2 separate regions of the Sus scrofa genome follow, and region 2 is linked to region 1. Evidence: chromatin contacts called from public targeted proximity ligation data. All regions are on one chromosome and are shown on one strand. The core of a region is the stretch at or near the end of the contact, and the rest is flanking DNA. Distances in the headings are between cores, read along the strand shown. Region 1 overlaps ATF7IP (activating transcription factor 7-interacting protein 1). Region 2 has its middle 90 kb from the start of ATF7IP.

Region 1 (3,694 bases), core at 920-3,419:
CTCCAAGATTTCTGGCCTGTATAAGTAGAATGGAGACACAATTCAGAAGGACTACCTTCATTAAAACTCTATAATGAACAATGAAAGGAAAGTGCTTTCCTGAATACCCGTATATTCTCAAAAAGTTACTCTCCTCTAAACTCCCAGAATACTAATTTAACATTATTACTATATTCACAACCTTGTATTTAATGGCTTTTGATTTAATTCTTGTCAGAATTCTCAGGGCAAATAATAAGTTTTACCTTTAAATCCCCAAGCCAAGAAGATCCTGGCCTTTCTATACACATAGGTTGAATGAGTGAATGAGAATGCTCTTTAGAAATGAAGTCAACTTTTAGTAAGAAAAATTGACATGGGGGGGGTCTCTGTATCTTCTAGGCCTGCCTTTTTTTTCTCCCTTTGAACAAACTAAAAACCAGATGTTATGCCTCTTGTTACAAGGTTACTCTTCTCCCAGGGCTCTGAGGGTAAGAAAATGTGATACAATGAGAACATAAGGGTATTCTATGCCAGTCTGAAAGAAACTGAGCAAAGTTTCACATAGGAATGATGTTGGGAGTTTTTCTCATTCTCTCCTTAGAGAGATGGGAAAGATAGACACTGACCAAATCACGAAGTTTATACACTTTTTATATAACAAGTTTGAAACTACCCTAAAGTAATAAGGATCTAATGAAAGAGAGGAACACAATCAAATAAAAGATTTGAATTAGAGACCATACAGAGAATGAGGGGAGTAGGTTGGGCAGAATCAAGAAGGCTGAAGAAGCAAATGGATAAAGTCTTTATCAAACAGATAATTAGGCCTCCAGATTTCTGGCTTCCAGCAATGGTGGTATCATTCCCTGGCAAAGATTATTAAAAGAATCATATGCCAACAGGAAAATTAATCGTAAAATGAGATTTGTTACATTTGAAGCAAATAAACCAGTAGGCTGTTAGAGTCAAAGTATTTGGTTGCTATGTGGTAAGAAGAACAATTACTAGGATTTTGATAAATTATGTACTGGAAATTGCTATGTCATAGTGTTATATTGGTTCACCTTATCTCTGTTCCCAGCCTATAGGCCCCTTAAGGGCAAGGGCCATATTTTACTTATTTTATCTCACTTCTCAGCACTTCACACAATGCTGCTCTCAGAGTGGTTCTTTGTAAATTCTGAATTCTGTGAAGTTAAGAATCCATGAAATTAAGAGATTACACTAGTCACCACCATTCTCAACTTTCTCTGCAACTAGAAGAAATTTAAAACTTCATGAGAATGTTTTACTGAGCAGTTTATTAAAGCTAATCAAAATTTAAATAATATTCTAACCTGGAGAGCATGTCTCATTTTGTGATATAACTTCAGACTCATCTTTTTCACCCGAAACATCCTCTTCATCAGAGAGGACCAAAAAGGCTTCTTTTGGTAAACTCTCACTACTGTCTTGTTTAGATGGTGAACCAAAAGAACCTTCCATCTTCTCTTCCAAATCTGTATTTGTCTCATCAATTGGAAGGAGAGAAGCTTTAGAAAAGCAAGTAAGTTCATCTTCAGCAGGTGCAAGCTTTTCCAAAATAGGAATAATTTCATCTGTCTCCATAGAATCTGTATTTTCTAAGATATTCTCATTTTTGTCATCTTTCATAACATTTTCACTAATCGTTTCTGCAAGGTCTGAAGAATTTTCTTCTTGATTCTTTTCACTTTGGTCAATTTCCATACTGCTAGATATAGCCTCCTCTCCAAGAGCAGATTCTGTAATGGCATCTTCTTCTACCTTCTTTTCAGGAGACAGATCTGAAGAAATAATTGTATCATCTGTTTCTAGAGCCTCTTCATCAGCATCAATATTACTATCAGCTTTATTTTTCTCATCAAATGAGAAAATTTGATCTAACTTTTCATCATCCCCCTTTTTCTCAAGAAAATCATCATTTTTATTGCTACAGGACTCTGCACTGTCAGTTTCAGGAACTGGTTCACAAACTGGCACAGAACTTGGTTCAAAGGTGGGATCAATGCCTGATTCAGAAGATGGTTCATCAGAAGTTGGTTCATCAGAGGCTGGGTCAACAGAATCTGAATCACCAGGAGCTGGATCACCAGAAGCCAGATCGCCAGAGGCTGGATCATCAGAGGCCAGTGATCCAGAGGCCAGATCACCAGAAGCTGGCTCATCAGAGGCTGAATCAATGGAGACCCGTTCAGTGGAGACTGATTCACCAGGGACTGGTACACCAGGGAGTGAGTCACTGGAGACCAGTTCACCAGAGACTGTCTCACTGGAGACCAGTTCAGTGGTGACCATTTCACCGGAGATCAGTTCACTACAGGCAAGATTACCAGAGACAGCATCACCAGAGGCAGGATCAACAGAGGCGGGATCAACAGAGGTGGGATCCACAGAAGTGAGATCACCAGAGGTTAACCCTTCAGAGGCCAGATCTCCAGAGGCAGAATCTCCAGAGCCTGTACCTCCAACAGCCAGATCGCTGGAGGCTATATCACCAGAAGACGGTTCAGCAGTCAGTTTAGAAACTAGTTCAGGAGTTATATTATTAGGAAACAAAGGTTCACATTTCAAATCATCATCCTGCTTGTTTTTTACATTAACATTTAAGGTACAGGGTGTTTCTTTCCACTCTGATTTACTTTTTTCAGAGTCAAAACAAAGCTCTTCTTCAATGCCATTCACCTCTTCCTTGTCATTAATATAATCCATATTTTCCAAAGGTGAGGTTGGGTCCAAATCACCATTTTCATGGTTGCCATTTAACAGCTTGACATCAGTTTTCAACAGTTCTTCTTTGACCTTGTACACTGCTTCAAGTTGTTGACGATCACTCACTCTCATTGTTTTTCGAGCCTTAAAGACTTTTTTCTGTGGTTCTTCTATACCATCCATTTTGAATCTTTAAAAAGAAAGAGAGAGATAGAGTTTAATAATTGAAACAGAAGTCACCTAATTATAGACTTACTATAAACTGATCTTCTAAGCAAGCAGCACTTTATGTAATTTTGAAATAGTGACATATAAAAAAGCATAATCCTTGCTATGTTTTAATTTTCATATTTATTGCTTTTACATAGTATGAAATTGATAATAGATATAGTTCATAAAAGATTACTAGGCAGTATTAGGGAAAAAGTGACTAATTCCTAGTTTTCACTCTCAGTAAGCTAATAGATTCAGAGTCTGGAAGAGCTACATAAGCATAAAAATATACATGAAGTAAAAAAGTAGTTGTGTAAGGAAAAATAAAAGTATGAGAATAAAAGCAGTAGGAGAATCAAAGAGAGGTATAGAGATAAGGGGAAAAAACACAGGAGAATTAAGAAACAGAAGAGTACATCTGCAACCAAGGATATCTAAATTAACAATTGTAAACATATCAATAAGAGATTACTATCAAGAAAGTAAAAAGACAACTCACAATAGAAGGAAATACAGTTGACCCTTGAATATTAGGAGCTTGAATTTCATAGGTTCACTTAAACTTGGATTTTTTTTTTCAATAAAAACATACTAAAATACTAGATGATCCACAGTTGGTTGAATCTGCAGATACAGAGAGCCAACTGTAAAGTTATACAAGGATTTTCAACTGTGAAGAAAGGGTCGGCATCCTTAAAACCCACATTTTTCAAGGGTCAACTGTATTTGCAAACCATAAATGTGCAAATAATGTATCTGATAAGAGACT
Region 2 (3,939 bases), core at 252-2,751, 150 kb after region 1:
GCGGTGTATATTGAGATTGTGCAATAATGCAGCAGAGGTGTGGAAAGGCGGTGTGAACTGCACGGTGTGAAGCGTTGTTCCCTCTCCTTCAGACCCTCTCACACATCCCTCCCCCACACCCGCACACACGTTAAACTACCCTTGACACAGACTCCTCCCCTCCCCCAACACCGCAGCCAGCTTTCTCTGAAAACTGATACCCTGAGGCCCTTTCCCTTACCAGCCACAATTAGGGGAAGTAGAAGGGAAAATGCGGACTGGATCAAGGCACAGAGGCAGTGCTCTGTCATTTTTCCTTCCGCAATAGGCCACTGTTCCGGCTCCAGGCCTTATATTTTATCTGACTTTGCAACGCCAGGAAACAGCTTTAGGCTCCTGCGAGTCCAGGCCGAATCCACTTCTCTCTGCGAAATCCATTTTGTATTTTCTCTTTCACCCTCATCAAGTCTCAGCCGAGGCTGTTGTTCTCAATCCAGCTCAGAAACTGGCTCAAACCGCCCTGAACTGGATTTGGTGGCTGTTGAGACACAGTTTCTGCCTCTTTGTTAGGGCGGATCCGGCCTCATTTGCTCCTCTGTTTCCCTCCCTCCTGTTTTCCCAGAGTCACCAACAGCAATTCCCCTCCCCCTGCTTTCCAGTTTGGCATTTTTTTACCCTTCCCTGGGCCAAGGCCCCCTGAAGTAGATTAAATTCTTTAATAAAATAGTGGATTTAGGTTGTAAAGCTTCAGCTTTTATTACATTAACTATTTAGTTCTGCTTTTCTCAAATTTGTTATCTAAACCAATTGACATGGTGCCCTTAAAATCTTGGCTCTCATTTTAACCTAGAAATATCTTAAATCTTCACTCTGGATGGAAATAACTTTAAATTTCAATTCAAAGGCTGAAAGATTAATTTGTTTTGTAGCTATATTTAAGTCAAAATAATTTATTCATTTCTTTGTTGAGAAATGACAAAACATAAAATGTATGGAATTTTTAAGTAGCCACTCATACTAACTGTTGCAACTGCGCGATTCCCAGAGAAAAGAACTGAAGACTTGAGATTGTTTTGGTTTTCGAACGTGTAATTATAACCCCTGGTCAGATTCTGTGAATTGTTTAGGGAAGAAGGCTGTTTGGAGAATGCGCGGGAACCATTCCTAACGTGATGCAGGTGGAGGCAAAACTAGGAGTGTGACGGAATGAGGAAAGGATAGGGCTGGGCTTCTGTAAGTTTTCTATCAAATTTAAGCATTTCTCACGTTTTGGAACTAGATAAGAGGGGGCGATTGTACAACATCGTGGAGGTATTAAATGCCACTCAATTGTACATTTTACAATGTTGATTTTATGTCATGTGAATTTAATCTCAGTTTTTAAATATTAAGCGTTTCTTGCGAAGAATTTTTTGTTTTCTTCTTGTGGGTTTTTGAAAAATCAGAGAGGACACAGATGATAAGCAACCATATTCGGGGTGTGTCTCCTTTCGGTGCTTGACGACTCACTAGTCTCCCCCTGCTGGCCAAAGCGAGCAACGTGTCACATCGTCGGAAGGCCTTTTGAGCCTGTCTCAATTATATGTCGAAGCACAAATAACAGGCTGCTTTTTTAGGAATCCTTCTCTTTACTTGTTTCGTGTGCATTTCATTTGTCTTACTTGTGTGCTTGGTATCAGGCTCTTTTACCAAACGAGGATCACAGACATTTTGCTTCTGTGAGGTTACAAAGGATTAATTAAAACTCAGCAGTTTAAAATTCACCCCTACATCCCCAAGCAGAACCATAAATGCTGTCATTTATCCTAAACTAAAAACCAGAGTTAAATTGATCATTTACATGTTTAGTTTCAGTAGAGCAGAAAGCCCTGGAAAAAAGCCAATTTTTTTCCCCAGTAGATCTGGAAAAGCTATTTTTATGTGAGGGGGGGGGGGGCTTTGTCTAGTACCCTGAGAAAGACTGGTTTTGGGTGAAGGTAATCCTCAAAACGTATGTATAAAAGGTCAGTTGCTCAATTAAATTTGTTTTTATGAAATTTACAAAGCTTAAGTAATTATTATGGGAAGAAAAACAGTAGTTTAAGCTATACTGGAGGTCAAGTAATCCAGATAAGCCTCCTCCTTGTTAGATCATTTGTTACTTTAGGATCTTCTCACCTTTTGTTTCACTTGCTTAAAATGCTCCTCCCTTCTCCAGTTCCTCCTATTTATGGTCAGGCCTCACCTCTCAAGCCTTTCCTTATATGTCACCTCCTGGAAGAAGTCTTACTGCTTTGTCAAAAGTAGATTCCTTATACCCTGTTATCTTCTCATATGACATCCTCTTTTTTTTCCTATTGTAGCAGCACTATATCTTACAGTTGTATATGTTTGTTTTCTTGTATTTTTTTCCTCCTTCACGAGCTTTTTAAATCTCCTAAAGGCCATATCTGTCCAATCAAAACTGTAAAACCAGCTTTTGAAAGAATACTTGGCAAAAAAGTAACAAGGAATAAATATTTGTTGAACAGATAAGTTCAGATACCATGTCTCTAGCTCCAGTCCAGTACTTTCTGGACTACTTTTCTTCTTTTACACCTTGTAGCTTTTTCAAGACTTCCCCTGTGTTCTCTTTCTCTTGTAAACTCTGAGTAACTACTGTTTTGTTTCTTCCCATAATGTGTGAGTTACTGAGTATACTGGAATCTTCACAGTTTCTTGATTTTTATCCTCTTAAAAAAAGAGAGAGAGAAACAGACGAATCATCTATTTCTTACAGTCTGTGTTTTCTCATCTGCAGTACTTGATTTTGCTCTAAAATTCCTCCCTCCCCTCTTTTTTGATTTTTGAATCTGGAGTTCCCCTCCCCCATCAAAACCTTCCCTACCACCAGGGGACAAGGGTCTGCCAATTCCTTCTGCAAAAAAAAACCACCTCTTCCTCCAGTCCAGAGAAAGACTGCTCCACGCAGAGATTTAAATTCCCTGGAATTTCAAGTAGGCAATTTGCATTTCTGAGAACCTTTAGACTAGTTGTCAGTCTTTTCATTGGACTTCAGCCCAACAGAAGAGTAATCCCTTTGGGGCATTTCTTTACCTAGGCAAATTAGCTATTATTACACTCTTCCGAAAGCTGTGCTAGGGGTTGGAGGACTTTTGTGACCTGTGGCTTTATTCCTAGTCATTGAATGGTTTTGATTGACTGACGGTTGTATAACTGGTAGAATTTCCCTAGCTGCCTACAAAATGCTGTGACTTTGACACCATTTAACTGGTATAGGGTAGTAGTTAAGAGACTTAACTACTGGAAGTCAGAAAAGCTCTAAGCTCTTAAGTCTTGGTTTTCCTATGCATTTTGTTTTTCTTCTGCAAAAATAGGATGTCCACTGTATAGAGTTGTGGTAATCATTATAGTAGTATTTAGAGAGCAATTACTTTATGCCAGTTACTGTTCTAATACTACTGTCCTGTAGGTATATATGATTAAATAGATAGGTAGATTGATTGATTGATCTAATCCCAGCCACCCTTTGGGGTAGGTATCATTGTCTCTGTTTTATATGGAGGCACAGAGAGGTTAGGTAACTCTCCCAAGGTAACACAGCTAGTAGGTGGCAGAACACATACACAGACCCCAGCTGTCTGGGTTCTGAGTCTGTGCTTTTAAAACCCAAGTCCAGCTTACCTGGCACTAGGTGAATGTTGCCAATTGTTAGTTTCTTTCTTTTTTTTTTTTTTTTCTTGGTCTTTTTGCCTTTTTGTAGGGCCACACCCATGGCATATGGAGGTTCCCAGCCTAGGGGTTGAATCGGAGCTGTAGCCACCAGCCTACACCACAGCCACAGCCACGCAGGATCCAAGCTGCGTCTGCAACCTACACCACAGCTCACAGCAATGTCAGATCCTTAACCCACTGAGCAAGGCCAGGGATTGAACCCGCAACCTCGTGGTTCCTAGTCGGATTCATTAACCGCTGAGCCAC

The links.
Region 2: a contact with region 1 is called in a targeted proximity ligation map of alveolar macrophages. A contact is called at or near these places in 8 of 47 Hi-C or Micro-C datasets (alveolar macrophages, blood, embryonic fibroblasts and 4 more) and 2 of 2 datasets of targeted methods (alveolar macrophages and skeletal muscle).

Annotation. Positions count from the first base shown.
Region 1 is chr5:58,090,067-58,093,760 of Sscrofa11.1, forward strand. It overlaps ATF7IP (activating transcription factor 7-interacting protein 1), which reads right to left. Exons shown (of 15, transcript XM_003126462.5): 2 at 1,320-2,902. The coding sequence starts at 2,895. Among named protein-coding and RNA genes, the nearest start is that of ATF7IP, 58 kb to the right of the region's middle.
Region 2 is chr5:58,238,395-58,242,333 of Sscrofa11.1, forward strand. No RefSeq gene overlaps it. Among named protein-coding and RNA genes, the nearest start is that of ATF7IP, 90 kb to the left of the region's middle.